Linked DNA regions of Mus musculus: all the other regions are linked to region 3. The links are chromatin contacts, called in public Hi-C and HiChIP or PLAC-seq maps. All regions are on one chromosome and are shown on one strand. The core of a region is the stretch at or near the end of the contact, and the rest is flanking DNA. Distances in the headings are between cores, read along the strand shown. Region 1 overlaps Pitpnc1 (phosphatidylinositol transfer protein, cytoplasmic 1). Region 2 overlaps Helz (helicase with zinc finger domain). Region 3 has its middle 23 kb from the start of A830035A12Rik.

Region 1 (3,701 bases), core at 1,124-3,623, 230 kb after region 3:
TGCTCACACAGCAAATGGCACTAGGAACCGGTAGGAAATTGGATCCATAAGTCCGCGGCTGAGCGACAGAGGGTGAGCCCTCAGAAGTCACAGGGTTACTTTTGAAGCTATAGGAATGAAGAAGATGGATGAGAAGGAGCCGCTCTGAAAGGTAGAGGGAGCAAGGGGGTGTGTGAAAGTCACAGACCCTGTGGGCACCGACAACAGCCCAGAGTTCAGTGAGCCCAGCGTTTAGGGGGTCCTGAGGGATAGGGTCATGAGTAACCTTTATGACAGGAAGGTGACAGAGGGGAGCAGAAGCCAGTTTGCAATGAACCAAAGAGGAATTTCCAAGTGGCAGGCGATGAAAGGAAGGGGACAGATCGGGTTGGAAGGGGAGAGAGAGAAGAGAGACTCCTCTCCCAGGCTTTCCTTCTGGGTAAGGAACACATTCACATTCCGGGGCCTCTTCTCTGTCCCAAACACACAGCAATGATGAATAAAAATGCCCAAAGAGGGCTGGGCAGCTCACTTGGTAGAGCATGCATGGCAGACACAAAGCTCTGGGCTCCATAAACTGGAGAAATGATAGCCTTTACGTGTCACCCCCACACGCGGGAGTCCAAGGTGCTAGCCTGGGTTACATAACAAACTCGAAGCCAGCCTGGGCTACATGAGATCATGTCTCAAAAGCAGAACAAAACAAAAATGCTCAGAGACTATTCATATTTGGAACAGGAAGAGCTGAACGCATTTTTTAGAACTTGAAGAGGCACAATTGCGTATAGATCAAAGTTTACTTTGGACAGTGATGGTGGCCAGCATTACGGAGCACATAAGATCCAGGTGCTAGTCTGTGTGTGTCTCCTGTGTTAATTCCTTAGTACTTGGGTAGCCCTGGGAGATAAGCATTTAATATTGGACTAAACTGGAAAAGTGAGATCAGATCTCTCTTGCCCAAGGTCACCCAGCTAGGAGTTGAGACTGGAACAACCTGGCTACCATCTAATCGCTGTCTAACTGCTAAAAAGATACATGAAGATAAATCCATAGCTAGACACAGAGTATCAAAATAATATCTTTCAAAGTTCTTAAAGACGTCTTAGGAAGAAAGGCGGCTCATCTGGAAGGGAGTGATACATTGCCTTGATGGTGTATCTCCTTAGTTGTCTGGTGCTATAACTGAAGATCACAGGGTGGGCAATTTATAAAGAATAAAGGCCAATCTCGTTTATAGTTCTTAAGGCTAGGTTGTCCCCGGGTGTGTTGTATGATACTGTGAGGTCATGGTGCCTGCTGGGATTCACACACACGCACATACACACACACACATACATGCACGAAATTAAATAAACAAAGTGTGAAAAGGTAAATCAAGTGGGGCAGGGATGTTGCTCAGTGAGTAGAGTGCTTGCCCAGCATACACAAAAGCTCTGGGTTGATCTCAGGCACTCCATACAACCACACATACATCTGGGCACGGTGATGCTCACCACCTCTAGTCCAGTACTCAGCGGGGAGAGGCAGAGAATCGGAAGTTCAAGGTCATCCTCAACTACATGGAGAGTTTGAGGCCAGCTTAGGCTACATGAAACCCTGACTACATACATACATACATACATACATGCATGCATACTACACAAACCAGCCAGGATACAAGAAACAAATGTGAGACCAGGCTTTCTGAACATCTGGCCCTCCTTGCCTCTTCCTCTCCAGTGCAGCAACCCTAGCAATACTGGGGAAGGGATTCAAGGCTCCATGCATGCTTGGCTACGCTATGACACAACTGAGCTACGATCCCAACCCCTGGCATTAGCCCTTCATGGTAAAATACTAAAGATAAAGGACCCAACAGGCCAGAATTTGGAGGAGCCATCTCTGGAAGCCAGATAGTGAGTGTTCTCCATGATAGACCACATAGAGATAGTTGCTCTTCCAGGAAGAGGAAAAAGTCAGAGGGCAGGGTAGATACAGGGGGGAAGGGGGACAGAAAACCATTTAGCTTGTGCACGGTGGCCTCTAGCTTCAGGCATGTGGGGAGAAGTCATCTAGAGGAGAAGAAGCCAGGAAAGAGGTTTTAAGGAGCATGGTGAAGGTCAAAGGTGAGAAACTGATGACTGAGAAGAGGCTCACTTGGCAGTCTCTGCAGCCTGGCAATTTGGGGCAGCTGTGGTTGGTGGTGCCGCCAGCCTGCTTGACTGTCCTTTCCCCAGCTGGGCTCTGCATTTCTGCGTAGGAGCACAGGAAATGTTCTCAAGTTAGCCCAGGAGTTGTTTGCAGGGTGTGGGAAATGGAGTAGGCCAAGGTCAGAATGAGCCTGCAGCCCAGCCCGAGTCTCTTGGGGACCGGAGGGTTCAGGGAGGTGACAGGAAAGGTATCCTGGGATTGACCTTGAAGTTGGACTTGGAAGGGAAGTAAACAATGTCTGGGCCTCAGGAGGGGGTTGTAGCGCTAGGGGAGATAGGGGAGCACGTGAACAAGGTCAGCTGACGTGAGAGAAAGCAAAGGTCGAGGGAGGAGAAGGCTGGCCTGTGTCAATGGTGGATGGTCCAGTCCCTTCCTCAGTAAGGTCCCACTAACAGACCAAAGTAATCCCCCTGCACAGCCAAGGAGTACTGGCTGCTTTCATATCAGAGTGTGGGTGAGGGGTTTCCTATAGTTGTATGGGTGACCCCAAAGCAGCCACACTGGATGCACTTTCTGGTGTGGATGGATCATGGCTTCCCATAGCTGTATAAGATTAATGTCCCCTAGGCCATATGCAATTAGGGCAGAATCATATACACATTGCTGGAAGAAGTGCCTGGAATCTCACGTGAGGGTCCAGTGACCTCCTCACCCACCTCCTTAATGGAATGCCCAGTCCCAAAGCATGACTGTGATGGATTCTTACAAGCAGGCACAACTGATTGGATAAGAATGGTGGCTCTTCTGCTCAGAGGGTAGCGCCTCACAGTGGTTAAGGGTCAGAGTGGTCCATAGATAGCACCAGCAGGGACAGAGGGCAAGAAAGCAGAGGGTAGATTGCTGAGGGCTGTCGTGACATGCTATCAGTGACAGGTGACTCTTATAATGTGCTTTTAGGTTGTTGGATTTGTTTGTTTGTGTGTGTGTGTGTTTGAGGAGGGGGTCCCTTCTCTTTCATAATACCATTGTATTTTAATCACAGGGACCCAAAGAATCTTTGTAATTGTTTTCTGGATTGGTGATTTCAAATGTACAACTTCTTCAACATCAAACCCTTGCAGACTCTAGCCTCCCCCCTCCACCACAGCCTGTTCATGCATTTGGACAATCTGAGCAGTAGTCCCAGAACTCAGTAGTCCTCAAAGTCCAACGTCATAGCCGTTGGCTTACCTGGGAGATGGTGACAGGGCCCCACCTAATGGCCCTTCTGTAAAGTGCAAAGGGAGCTAGCAGGCTCAAGAGAGGGGAAAGTGCTCCAGCCATCACAAAGGAGGGAGTGACTTCCTCCAGGATACAGGGGCAAGAATGAGGCGGCGGAGGAGATGATGGTTCATGTCAAAGATGATAATAGCATCAGTGTCGGCAGAGAGGCAGAGATTCCTACTGGACAGGACCGAGCTTCCTGCTCCCTGGCTAAACCACATCCCCGACCCTGCTCCTCCGTTTTTAACCCCCTGGTCCAAGGTTTACATCTTCGTTGTGAGGAAAGGGAAATCTGTCTTTCCCATCTTACAGAACCAGTTTTTGGGTTT
Region 2 (3,290 bases), core at 712-3,211, 180 kb before region 3:
ACCATAGAGAGCCAGTTGGTAGAGGGCTTTCATAGCATTCTCAAGTCCCTGGGTGAGACCCCCAGTACCAGAAAAAAAAAATCTTAAGGCTGAGGACATAATTCAGTGGGTAAAACACTTCTCATGAAGAATGAGGACCTGGGTTCAGATCCCAGCACCCATTTAAAGCTGGATGCTACGCATCTGTAACCCCGTCCTTCTAGGATGAGACGTGAAGCGGAGACAGCAAGAGTCCTGCAAGTTTAGTTTGGCATGTGATGTGGGGAGCATTAAGTCTTTCTCCAACAAGTTGGAAAGTGAGGACAGACAGCTGAGGTTGTCCTCTGAGCTCCACATGTGAGACAGCATGCTCTCATGCACACACACACACACACACACACACACACACTCTCAAACCCAAACACACACTTATACGCTCACACACATGTGTTCTTTGTCGCATAAGCAGAGAAAGAGAGAGATTTAAAACAAAAGAATGTAGGACATCTGTGATGGCAGATGTGGTGGTACACGCCTTTAATCCCTGCACTTCGAAGCCAGCCTGGTAGGTTCTGAGTCTCAAGCCCGACAGTATTACAATAGTGAAACCTTGTCTCAAAAAAGAAAGGAAGAAGGAAGGAAGGGGAGGGAGGGAGGCAGAGGAGAGAGGAGGGGAAGAAGGAGGAGGAGGAGGAGGAAGAAGAAGAGGAAGAGGAGGAGGGGAGAAGAGAAAGGTGGCTGTGATGGTGTTGGGGAATCACCGTGGGTCTTCAGAGAATGGCGCAGGCAGTTGGTGGGACAGACATAAAGTAAGGTCACGCAATGGTCAGTTCTTCAAGTCCTAAGGTTTTTCATCTGGTGGAGGATGACTGGATAAGACAAAGCCATGTGATTCAAGCAGTGTAGTCAGGAATGGGCTAAAGGCTCCTTGAGTTCTCTAGACTCACCAAGGGCAGCAACACTCCCCAGTCCCGTCCTGCCAGCCCAGCCTTCCAACTGCGCTCCGGGGGATTTTCCACCTTGCTCTTCTGATCCATCAGTTACAAGCTCCTAAGAGTCAGCCTTGTGCTTCTTCAGGGATTACCTCTGCAAAGCAGAGAGCACACAGTTCGAGGGGCCTCTGAACCCACACTTAACATGGGAGAAACTGTTTTTCTTTTTTAAAATCCAGAGGCAGGCGCCCATCCTGTCCAGGGAGCACAGAGCCAAAGGTCTACCTGCAGCAGAGGAAGCTGTTCAGTGGTTAGAGCACTGGCTGCTCTTGCAGAGGATCTGGGGTCAGATCCCAGCACCCATGTCAGGGCTCACAGCCATTCATAACAGCAGTTCCAGGGGATCTGATACCCTCTTCTGACTTCCTCGGGCACCAGGGATAGACTAGTGCACAGACATACACATATCAGAACACCCACAACACAAAAAGTAGTCTAAAAAATCATGAACACATATTGGCTGCGGTCACTGGGGAAGGCCGACTACCTCATCTCATTCACAACAGCAACCCCGCACGCGGTGTATTCAAGCTGGACTCATGGTGTCATACTAACGGTCCGTTAAATATAAAATATGGCACAGGAGGCTGTCTGAAACCCACTAGTGCTTCTCAGAGCAGCAGCATCACAGATGCAAACACTTCTCCAATAGAAACCTGATGGATCCCAGGCAATCCTCTGTGTAATTGTGTGGTGCAGTACTAGCCCTACTTTAATGTATCAGTGTATACTAGATTAATGAGCTCTCACATTCTGAGTCACCCAAGCCCAGTATTGATGACTACAAGACTTGTGGAGAGAAATTCGAAACATTTGCTAAAAACAAATAAATAAATTCAGACCTGGAGAACGAGACCTTCAAGAGAGCTCATTTTCTCCTTATGTTGCCTGTCACCTGCCAGGTGACATTTGTGCCTCAAGGCTTTAGCTACTGCTGAAGTTGGTGATTCATGTCCCAGATCTCTGTCAAGTCACAACTTTCCCTTTTACACTGGGCTCTCTCTCCCCTGAGCGTCACCATGTCTGTGATGAACTTAATCAAACGTGCGCCAGCCTCTTTAACACCTTTAAGTTTCGAGGGAAGAGGGAGCCGAGAACGAGTGTCCACACAAAAGAAACACTCTCCAAATTATTAAAAAGGCATTTTTTTATTATAAATACATTTTAGTTGTAGCAGTAAAATACATTTTGTGTTACCATGAATCTTTTAAAACAAAAGAACTTCACTGACAAGGGTCACACTGTAGACTCCTGGGCTCAAAAAAAAACAAACAAAAAAACAAAAACCAAAGTCCTAAGAAAGTAGCGTAAGCTAAGGAGACTCCAAAACCCGAGTTAGGAAAGAGGAAGAACAGAGAAAGGAAGCCTTGGTGGCCAGCTTTGGGGGTTATCTTATGATACAAAACCATCTTTACTTTTAAGAATAAACTCTTCCGGTATTAGAGCCTCTCAGACGAGGCATGGTATACCGCAAAGGGACAGAGTCACTGTTGTGGTTTTGCCATAGATTTATGCTGAGTCAGATGCTGCATAAGTGGTGCTTGTAAGGTAAACGGACCAGGGTGGTTTTACATATGGCCTCCCTTATGAAGGCTTTCCCAATAGAAGATCCAGAATGCATCTACTATGTGACTGATCCCATACATTACTGACCACATTTAGAGAATTGTATTTAAAAAAAAAAAATTAAAAAGCAAGATCCTGCATCACTGACAATTAGGACGCTTTACTAAAATGCAAACCCCATTAGCTTTATAATTCAGAGAAAGTATTTGGACCACTCTATTCTCCCGGGATGCAACTATTACCTATAACCAGTACCTTTATGGGTCTCAAAGAATCAGGTCAGATGGCTGGCACAGAAATCAGATTCAGTACTTGATGTACATAATGTCATATACATGGATAGATAGAAGCAGTCACCTTCCTGATACATGGAAATCAGGGACCCTTCGGCGGCGGCGGGGGGAGGGGGGGTCGTTGAGAAACAATCTTAGGTAAAACTGACACTTTGGGACTTCAACCTGGACAAAAGAGTCCTCTGACCTCCTGAAAGATACAAAGTGGTATCATGCAAGGCAAATCGCAAATAAACCGAAGTCCCTTATAAGCTGGGAGTGCATAAAGGAAAGCTGTGCTGAGCACACCAGCAACCTGCAGCTAGAGCTTCCCGGGCCTTTTATGTAGGAAGTCCTGGGGGCTAAGAACTCTAAAGCTGTGTAAATCTATGATGGTCACTGTGTATTATACTTCTACGCCTACGCCGTTCTACATTCTATTCCCTTAAAAATAGATTTGTTTTCTTGCTAGCAACCCAGT
Region 3 (3,730 bases), core at 726-3,225:
GTGCCGTTGATGCTGAAGCTGTGGAAAGCTTCACAAGGGCCCATGGGAGAAACCTTGGCACGGGCAACTCTGCCTGAACCTGGAAGCAAGGCAGCGGCGGGCTGGGGGAAGCTCCAGGTGGGGCTCGGCCTGGGCAGCTAGCAGCCTGCATCTCTCAGCATGGCAGGAGAGGCATGGGCTGCCCGCTGACTGTGCCTGGAGCCAGAGTTCTCTTACAGGGAATATCGCCAATGGAAAAATGCTCATGACATAACATTTTGTTCGGCTGATTTTTATTACACTGATTGACTGAAGGTGGGGTCTGGTAAATGGAGGTCAGAGGACAACTTTTTTTCTTCTATGTAGGTCCTGGGGAGTAAACTCACGTCATCAGGCCTGGCAGGAAGCACCTTACACATCCTACCAGCTGGTTTGTTTGTTTGTTTGTTTGTTTGTTTGTTTGAGACAGGCTCTAATGTAACCCAGGCTAACCTCAAACTCAATCTGTAGCCCAGGATGACCTTGAATTTCTAATCTTTCTAACCCTACTTCCTGAGTGCTTGAATTGCCTGTGCCACAAACCTCTCTTGTGTAGTTGTTGGGGGTTGGGTGTGGGGGGGACTGAAACGAGGGCCTTGGGCATTTAGGCAAGTACTCTACCCACTGAGCTACATCTCCACACACACACACATACACACACACACACACACACACACACACACACGATTCATGATGTAATAAATGGAAAAGTCAACACACACACTTTACCTATATAATTTCTATGTAAGAAAAACTCTTGGGTTTGGAGAAATGGCTCTGCGGTTAAGAGCACTGCCTGGACAGGCGTGGTGGCACATGCCTTTAATCCCAGCACTCGCACTCGGGAGGCAGAAGCAGGCAGATTTCCGAGTTCGAGGTCAGCCTGGTCTACAAAGTGAGTTCCAGCAGGACAGCCAGGGCTACACAGAGAAACCCTGTCTCGAAAAACCAAAAAAAAAAAAAAAAAAGAAAAAAAAAGAAAAGAAAAAAAGAGCACTGTCTGTTCTTCCAGAAATTGATAACCAGCAATCACATGGTGGCTCACAGCCATCTATACTGGGATCTGGTGCCCTCTGCTGGTGCACAGGTGTACATGCCGCGAGACCACTCATGCTAAAATAAAATAAATCTTTTTTTGGTCTTGTGAGATGGCTTTGCAGCCAAGTCAAAAACCTTAGTTCCTGGAACCTTTATGACTGAGGGAGAGAGCAGGTTCCCAAATGCTGTCCTCTGGCTTACACACACACACTGAGGTGAAAACACACAATCAATCCATCAATCAATCAATGTTTTAAAATTTTTCCCTTTTTTTTTGGGGGGGGGGAAGAGTACTGTGAATTCAGGGTCTTGTATAGGCTACGCATGCACTCCACCACTATGCTTCCCTACCACTTTTCTTTTTTGGGGGGAGTTCGAGACAGGGTTTCTCTGTATAGCCCTGGCTGTCCTGGAACTCACTTTGTAGACCAGGCTGGACTTGAACTCAGAAATCCTCCTGCCTCTGCCTCTGGAGTGCTGGGATTAAAGGCGGGTGCCACCATGCCCGGCTGCCTCCCACTTTTTAAAAGGCACAGACTGATCAAGAATGGAAGGAAATGTATAATATTATCAGTATTTGGGAAAACAGGACTTAAAAAAAAAAAACCAACTCATCTCTTGTGTCTGTATTTTTTAATTTCCCCAGTGCCAGGGACTGTTCACTGATCGCCATAAACACCTTCTGTAATAGCAGACATCACCCCACCCTGCATCGGTCCTGCCTGGGGAAAGGTGGGGGCCGTGGGGGAGAAATAAAAACCGATGAAGAACGTGATTCCGAAATATCTGTTGGTTTCAACCTGCAGGCTGTGGGTCGGAGAAGCTTCTGGAAGGTCCACCCACTGTGTCTCTCTGCCTCAGAGTTTCCTCAAAGCTACTTTGATTCCCCTCTCACCTTGCCTGTTTAGCAAGAAACGCAGTAGCAGATGTTATTTTCCCAAGAAAAGTTCAAAGCACAAAGAGCCAGCCTCTGGCTTCTGCTCCCTGCCCTCCATCCCCTCACCTGATGAAAGCCTTTGATATGCGTTTGTCACAAGGACCTCTGGGTCTCAACCCCCTAGGGCCTGGGCGGGGCTCTGCTCGGAGTTGCTTAAGCCTCCCTGCTGGCTCCTTTGCCACGCTGGGACCACGTGCCTAACACCAGCCTTGCAGCAAATAATGACATAGACGACAGACAGAGGCAGTCCTTCAGGAACCTTTGGCTTCTCCTCTAGAGGAAAAACTGAGCTCATCTTGAGAAAGGGATGAGCTCGGGGCGATACAGCAGAGTCTGGATTCCGCAGCAATCTGCTCACTGGCCTGAGAGAAAAATTACAGGATTTCTGTAGGCTTAGGTCTCTCAAAGTTTGGCACTTTTCTCACATAAATGCCACAAGAAACTCCCCATGCCTGGGTGGGTTTCCTCGTGAGCTCTCCCGGGGGCTTGGGAGGGCCAGCCTGAGCCCGGGGGCGGAGCAAGCATTGTGTTCTGGCCACTTCAAGGAGGAGATCTAGGGAAGTCTGAAGCTGACGGAGGGAAGGTCGGAATTGGCCACCACTAAAGAGCCACCGCTTCAGAAGGGAACTTGGGAGTTAGCTGAGTGAAGAGATGGTATCTCTGACCAACAAGGAGAATGTTGCCCTACTGCTGTGACATTTTGAGGTGGAACAACAGCAAAAGGGGAACAGGGAAGGACAGGGAGGATCCTGGCTCCCCACTGCCTTAGAGTTAGAGCCTTGAGTGACTGAGTGAAGTAGTGTCTCATGTAGCCCAGGCTGGCTCCGAATTCCCCTATGTAACCAAGGATAACTTTTAACTTTTTATTTTTTTAAGATTTATTTGGTTTTATTTATGTGTGTGCTTGTGCTGGTACGTGCACGTGAGTGCTGGTACCCCTGGAAGCCAGAGGCATTGATTGGGTCTCCTCTGCAAGAGCAGAGTATGCAATGCTCTTCACTGTTTGGTTTCAGGCAAGGGACTGAGGTGTATACTTTACATATCAAAGCCGACCTGGTCTCCAGGTCCTCCCAGCAGTCCTCAATCCCACCTGGTATACCCTGCCCCCAATCCTGAATTTGCAGCCCAAGGCTGGGCTGCCCTTCCCCCAGAGGCTCCTCTCTATATAATTCAGATATTTTATGCTCCAGAGCGCTCGCGCGCGCTCTCTCTCTCTCTCTCTCTCTCTCTCTCTCTCTCTCTCTCTCTCTCTCTCTCACTGGGCGGGCACACACACATATAGTCAAGCTCGCAAACACACATGTCCCATAGTAACTCCCCTGGCCTCAATCCCTGGGGCCAGTAAATTTGCCCTAGAGCAGTTTCCCAGACCCAGCTGGCTCCATCCTGATCAAGCAGAGGAAGTAGGCTCCACTAGAGGGAGCAGGTGGTTACTTCCCGTAGTTCCCTCCCCCATACTGCACCCAAAAGAGCCCCTAATCCAGCTCACTCACAGGAGGTCACTGATACAGGAAGCTTGGTGGGACTCATACCACCCACCCCTCACATCACTTGCACTAAACAGATGCTCCATCCCTACCCTGACATCCTTTTGCTTCCTGGAGTGTACCACCCTGACCTCCTTCCCCTCCCCCATCATCTGATGGACAATTTAAAAACTATGCTTTCAGTTGCTTTTAGCAGTGGAGAGAACAGAGCCCATGATGTGTAACAGTTTCCTTTGGAATTGAAACATTT

Evidence for each region. A called contact is a pair of places that touch in the nucleus more often than the background predicts. HiChIP or PLAC-seq counts read pairs in DNA pulled down with a chosen protein or histone mark.
Region 1: an H3K27ac HiChIP or PLAC-seq map of embryonic stem cells shows a contact between it and region 3, with 7 read pairs. The contact joins two enhancer-like sites. A contact is called at or near these places in 2 of 115 datasets of contacts at active chromatin or transcription factors (embryonic stem cells and trophoblast stem cells).
Region 2: a Hi-C map of CD8 T cells shows a contact between it and region 3, with 2.0 times the contacts expected there. The contact joins two enhancer-like sites. A contact is called at or near these places in 10 of 484 Hi-C or Micro-C datasets (CD8 T cells, the HL-1 cell line, Th1 cells and 2 more) and 4 of 115 datasets of contacts at active chromatin or transcription factors (all in embryonic stem cells).

What each region holds. Positions count from the first base shown.
Region 1 is chr11:107,275,768-107,279,468 of GRCm38.p6, reverse strand. All of the region lies in intron 5 of Pitpnc1 (phosphatidylinositol transfer protein, cytoplasmic 1), which reads left to right. Among named protein-coding and RNA genes, the nearest start is that of Gm11716, 58 kb to the left of the region's middle. Within about 2 kb of position 2,373, at least 25 of the 459 cell types and tissues checked have an H3K27ac peak or open chromatin away from gene starts, as enhancers often do. A contact at or near this core is called in embryonic stem cells, where this site is marked.
Region 2 is chr11:107,692,637-107,695,926 of GRCm38.p6, reverse strand. It overlaps Helz (helicase with zinc finger domain), which reads right to left. Exons shown (of 33, transcript NM_001368755.1): 33 at 2,101-3,290. Among named protein-coding and RNA genes, the nearest start is that of Cacng1, 22 kb to the left of the region's middle. Within about 2 kb of position 1,961, at least 27 of the 459 cell types and tissues checked have an H3K27ac peak or open chromatin away from gene starts, as enhancers often do. A contact at or near this core is called in CD8 T cells, where this site is marked.
Region 3 is chr11:107,509,501-107,513,230 of GRCm38.p6, reverse strand. No RefSeq gene overlaps it. Among named protein-coding and RNA genes, the nearest start is that of A830035A12Rik, 23 kb to the left of the region's middle. Within about 2 kb of position 1,975, at least 95 of the 459 cell types and tissues checked have an H3K27ac peak or open chromatin away from gene starts, as enhancers often do. A contact at or near this core is called in CD8 T cells and embryonic stem cells, where this site is marked.